Linked DNA regions of Capra hircus: region 2 is linked to region 1. A link is a contact called in public Hi-C data. All regions are on one chromosome and are shown on one strand. Each heading gives the region's core, a stretch centred on a gene start, on an enhancer-like site or on the middle of the called end of the contact. The rest is flanking DNA. Distances are from core to core; before and after follow the strand shown.

Region 1 (2,830 bases), core at 51-2,550:
CCCGCAGCCAGGCGGCCCACTCTGAGGCATAGGCGGCCCCTCCACCGGGAAGGCTCGCTCCACCCTCCCCAACTCCTGTGCCTTCTGCAGAGCCCCGCTTAGCCCCACGTCCGTCACCTGCCGACCACTGGGGCACGCGGGAACGCACCTGCTCTGCCTTCTCGCAGCCTGCACTGCCCCCGGCGCTCCTGCCAATGTTGGATTTTCACTGCACGCCTCCCGCCTCGGTGGCTGGCTGATTCACACATCACGGGTGCCCCACAAATGTTGATTTGCCGGTTGAGTTTTTCTGCAGGTTGGGGGGTTGCTGAGGTGGAATCGTTATTCCAAAAAGGAGATTTCTGACAGCAGGACCTGTGGTCGGAGAAGCCAGCACAGAGCTGCAGGCCTGCTTCCTGGGAAGGCCTGGCTTAGGTGGGGCCCTTCCTCAAGGTACGCGCTGCAGGCCTGCTTCCTGGGAAGGCCTGGCTTAGGTGGGGCCCTTCCTCAAGGTACGCGCTGCAGGCCTGCTTCCTGGGAAGGCCTGGCTTAGGTGGGGTCCTTCCTTAAGGTACGCAGTGCAGGCCGGTGCGGGCAGGGCACGTTTGCTCACTCTCTCAGGGTTCTTTGTTTTTCAGATTGTAGAGCCTGAAGCCTGTGATCAGATGTACGAGAGCTTGGCACGCCTCCATTCAAACTACTACAAACACAAGGTGAGTGGGCCACAGGCTTTTCTGTCCCCAGCCCTCTGACTGGAGACAGCCAGTAAGAGTGAGGGAAATCTGATTATATGATGTTTTGTGTAGAATTGTGGTTTTGCTACTTTCAAATGTAACCAGTAATTTCAAGCCAACTAAGGCACTTGGTAGAGGCTTTTAGGTCACCTAAATGAAAGCTGTTGGCAGTTTTGAAGAAAAGCCACGTTTTGTATGCCAGGGGGTGCTTCTGGGCATGTCTGACAGCTGTTGGGTCTCGCACAGATTTGCCCACCCTCCTACCACACTGGTGACAAAGTTGAGGTGACCAGGAAGTCCTGTCAGAAAACGCTGGGCCTCTCCTCAGCCCTGATGTGTCTGCTGTCAAATTCCACTGTGTTTCTTCCCCAGTCTTGAAAAATGTGCTCAGTAACTCCACAAATACACATGGCCGAAGGCCTAGTCTGCATGAAAAGGGGATTTCTCCCAAATCCTCGTGACCCAAAGTATGGTCTGGGAGCAGCAGCATGGCACTGCCCGGGGGCCCCTCCCGACCCAGCCTGGGTCTCCAGAGGCTCAGGCGCCGGCTTGCTTCCAAGCCACGCGCTCGCCTCGGAGCCGGGATGGCGCTGGTGTGGCCTCCAGGTGGCGCTGCTCCCCTCCCTCTGGCCTCTGGACACCCAGGGCCTGCCCTTGAGAGCTCGCCTCTCTCCACGATGTGGGCCCTGGGTATGCCATGAAACTAACCTCTCCCCCCTTCCTCTCTGCCCCTGTGACCAGTACCCTCGCCCCAGAGACACAAGCTTCAGCGGCCTGTCCCTGGAAGAGTACAAGCTGATCCTGTCCACAGGTATGGGAGGCGCGGCTGCTGCTGTTTCTGGTGGGTTTGCAAATGGGTTTTTGAGTGGCCACAGGGAATCATCTAATAAGACAGCTTTGCTTGATGAAAAGTCTTGTGGAATAGCCCACAGGAAATTCTGAAGCTACAGGGCTCATGTTTTTTGGTCATAGAATATGGAGAAGGTCAAAGGCGTTATTTAAAAAAAGCAAATTTATCTTCAGAGCTTTTAAATTCAAGACTGGGCAGCAGGGAACAGGGGAATATGCATTTGCCAAATGGAAGTAGTTGAAATCAGGATGGAAGGAAAATAATTTTATTTTTATGGTCCTAAGAGGGCTTTATAAACAATGAGGGTTTTAATTAAAACAAAAAGCCATTCAGTGGACGTGTATGGGGACATGGACTGCGGGTTAGATACGGGTTTAACTAGGTTTGTTTTGGAGTCCTTGACAGACCCTGATTAACAAGAAAGGAAATACCCTGCCTCGCCCAGCCCCTCCTTCTTCCCCATCTCCATTGTCACTGGAGGGGCACGTGGCGGGTGGTGGCAGGGGGAGCCTGGGTTGAAACAGGCAGGTTCTGGAAAATTACTATTTTTATTGCCAAGGACACTGCATTTAAAAATAGGCTAACCTTTTCTGGGAGGCCATGGCCCTGAAACATTTGCCTTCTGGTACTCTAGAAATTTCTGTTTCCTATTTCTCTGGTACCCTTCAGCCACTAAGGTTTGAGGATTTAGGCTTCCAGAAAACTCTTAGCCATCTGAACAGATTAAAACCTAGTGGTGTCATCTGCCATTGTGTGTTGACCCTGATCCTATTTTTATTACAGTACTCTCTGAAAAACTAGGGTAAAGACACTTTGGCCAGGCAAAATCACCTAACTGGCAATTTCATGTATATCCAAGTGAGTATATCCCCCTGGCCCCAGGCCCATGTAGTTACAGGCTTTGATGCACAGTGTTATTGTGAGGGCCCCAAAGAGTTTGAGCAAAGTTTGAACTTGAAATCAGAATAGAAAGGAATTCTAGAAGCTCAGCCTCTTTGTTAACCCTCGGGACGCTGGGTTGGGGGAGAACAGGGACGCCAAGAGGGGAGACGCAAGACCTCCCCAACTGGCCTGTGCTGCAGCCTGTTCTGGGGCGGCGGGGAGCTCAGCCTTGGGAAATTGGCTGATGAGCTTTCACAGCAAGCCTCACACTTCTGTTGTGACTCTGGAATCAGGTTACCGACTGTCTCCTCTGGCAGGCCCGGAGAGCACCTTGCGCTGTCTGTAGTGAGGGTCTGAGGGCCTGGAAACGCTGACATGTGACCGC
Region 2 (2,833 bases), core at 242-2,741, 96 kb after region 1:
TGCCCTTCGTCCCCTGCCCCCACCCCCCATCCCTGGCCCGATGCCCTGGCTGTCCCCTGGGGCCTGTGGCCACCGCACTCACCATCGAGCAGACATTCCTCTTCCCTCGTGAAGGCCTCGGGGCTGAACTCCAGTGGCCCCAGGGCCCTCCGCGCGCATCCTGGCTCCACCGCCGCCGAGGCCTGGGCAGAGTGGCCCCTGACCCCAGAGCACAGTCAGATGGGGGCGGCAGGTGGGGCCCGAGAGGTGGTGAAGGTCCCAAACCCCTGCCGAGGCTCTGCTCAGCTCCTCCACCCCCCCTGCTCCCCATTGCTCCCTGCTCTGCCCTCTGGGGTCTGCATCACAGAGGGGGATGATCCCCCCAAAAGTAGGGTGAGGGGCGTGAGGAGGGGAGGGGCCCAGCAAGGAGCTGGCAAGTGATGGGAGGCCCAGCTCACCCCACATGCACCCTTCCTAGTCCCTGGCCTGTGCCCTTGGCCTTTTGGTGCCCCTATGCACTACCCCTCACTTGAGGAGGAGCCCTGTCTCTGCCTCCCTCTGCCTCTCCAGGTTCCTCTCCACCCTTGATGTGAACGACCATGCCCACCCAGTCCTCTGCCCACCCGAGGAGTCCGTTCCTGATAGTGAAAGTCGCTCAGTTGTGTCCGACTCTTTACAACCCCATGGACTTTACAGTCTATGGAATTCTCCAGGCCAGAATACCGGAGTGGGTAGCTGTTCCCTTCTCCAGGGGATCTTCCCAACACAGGGATCTAACCCAGGTCTCCCGCACTGCAGGTGGATTCTTTACCGGCTGAGCCACCAGGGAAGCCCAAGAATACTGGAGTGGGTAGCCTATCCCTTCTCCAGCGAATCTTTCCGGACCCAGGAATCAGACTGGGGTCTCCTGCCTTGCAGGTGGGTTCTTTAGCAGCTGAGCTACCAGGGAAGCCCCTGGTCCCTCCCCAGTTCGGGTCCTCAAAGCTCAGGCCCACGTCCCCCTCCTGACACCCTGGCTTCCCCCAGCTCCTCCATCCTCGGCCCAGCCCCTCACCTTTCTGAGGTCCCCGTATTCCCTGAGGCCTCCCCTGTGGCCGCCTCTTCCCTCTCCTCCAGCTCAGACAAGTGGCCCAGCACCTCCTGGCTTCCTCTGGGCAGGACTGGCTTCACCTCTAACGCCCTGAGCCATGACCTTCAGGACCTCCTCGGGGGGGCAAGTCTGGGCCCCCGGGTCCCCCATCTCCAGCCCCGAGGGGCTGGGCCGCGGCAGGGCCCCAGGGCGGGCGAAGGGCAGCGTGGCGGGAGGCCTGGACTCCCTCCTCCCAGCTTGTCCCTGACGGTCGGCCATCACGGGGACGGCGTCCTGCCCCCTCAGGGGCCACGACCAGCCCCTCCGCAAGGCCTTGTCTGAGCTCTCCGGGCTGCACTTGCTGCCTACCAAGCTCCAGAAAAAGCAGAACATGGGGGAGCGGCCCAAAATTCGGGGCCGAGGGCTTGAAGCAGGGGCCTCCATCCTGAGAGGGTCCCTGACTCAGAGGGAGGGGCCGCAGCAGCCACCGCAGGACCAACTGCTGAAGAACAGAAGGAGGAAAACCTCCAGTTGGAAACTTCCAGGAGTTCTAGAAGGCAGAAGGGGGGAGGGGGGATTCGCTGGGCGCAGAGAGGGCAGGGGTTTGACAAGGCCTAGGGAGCCAGCTGGGGTGGGAGGGCTTGAGGGTTTGGGGAGGCCCCAGGAGACAGTAGGGGGGCAGGCAGCGAAGTCCAGAGGAACCCCAGCTCTGAGGATGGGGTGGTGGCCCAGGGCTCTCTCCTCCCTGCCTGTCCTTCCCCTGCAGCCGCTGCTGTCCTTGGGAAGCAACTCATTCCCCGGCGGCTGCCCTCCCCCTTCCCTCCCTTCTCAGCGTCCAGCTGGCACGGGCCCACTGTGCCCCCCTTTCTGCGTACCTGCCCGGCAGATTCAGGGGGACGTCACATTTCCTCTGTGGAAACAACCAAGATAGGTGCCTGGTGTGCACGCTGAATCTCAATTTAGTATTATTCCTGGAGACCTGATTATAAACCCATCTCAGTGACCTTGGGAGAGGTTCCTTAAACCAGCTGAGTCTCAGTTTGATCCCCTGAAAGATGGGTGTGGCCCACTGCACCAACTTCCCAGGGTTGTTCCAAAGCGCGCTTATTTTTTTAAATATTTTTTATTTATCTGCACTGTGTCTGAGTTGCAGCAAGTGAACTCTTAGTCGCTACGTGTGGGCTCTAGTTCCCTGACCAGGGATCGAACCCAGACCTCCCTGTGTTGGGAGGACAGAGTCTTAGCCACTGGACCACCAAGGAAGTCCGTCCAAAGGGCTTTTAAAGTGCCTGGCACAGAGTGGGGCTCAAGGAACCGCCCCATCCTGGCTGTTTTGCTGGCACTGACGGAAGGGAGCAGGGGACAGATCAAGAATTAGGGCTGGGAACCAGGGCGGGGGAAAAGCCGTGGGGCAGGAGGAGGGAAGCCACTTTCTCTTGCAGAGCCCAGACCCGCCTCAGGCCACGGGCTGCGGCTTCGCATCCGGCGGCCACCGAGCGACTTCCTCTAGAGGGAGCTGGTGGGAGCCGGGAGCCGCCGGCGCCTCTATGATCGCCGCGGCCCCGTGGGTCCCCCAGGGCCGCGCTGGGACCGGCAGAGGCTGCACTCCAGACATCAGGGATCCACTGACTCCCCTTCCTGGAAGCCAGGCGTGGGGACGCAACCCTGGGAGCAGCCCCTGACCCCTCAGGATCTCTGGCCTCCGCCCCGCTGGGCCATCCCGGGCCTGGGCCAGGGTCCGGGGAGGTAAGCCGGGAGAGTCTTGCCCATGCCCCCCTCCCTGGG

What was found. Hi-C and Micro-C count contacts between places; a contact is called where the count stands out from the background.
Region 2: a Hi-C map of blood shows a contact between it and region 1, with 4 times the contacts expected there. The contact joins the promoter of LOC102184483 here to the enhancer-like site in region 1. A contact is called at or near these places in 3 of 5 Hi-C or Micro-C datasets (all in blood).

What each region holds. Positions count from the first base shown.
Region 1 is chr23:40,869,616-40,872,445 of ARS1.2, forward strand. It overlaps LOC102170832 (ubiquinol-cytochrome-c reductase complex assembly factor 2), which reads left to right. Exons shown (of 4, transcript XM_013973846.2): 2 at 618-692; 3 at 1,455-1,554. Among named protein-coding and RNA genes, the nearest start is that of IP6K3, 59 kb to the left of the region's middle. Within about 2 kb of position 1,301, at least 3 of the 5 cell types and tissues checked have an H3K27ac peak or open chromatin away from gene starts, as enhancers often do.
Region 2 is chr23:40,965,569-40,968,401 of ARS1.2, forward strand. LOC102184483 (gametogenetin-binding protein 1-like) reads right to left here and starts at 1,492. Exons shown (of 7, transcript XM_018038695.1): 1 at 1,154-1,492; 2 at 1,034-1,152; 3 at 83-198. The coding sequence starts at 1,492. BAK1 (bcl-2 homologous antagonist/killer) reads left to right here and starts at 2,548. Exons shown (of 6, transcript XM_018039207.1): 1 at 2,548-2,794.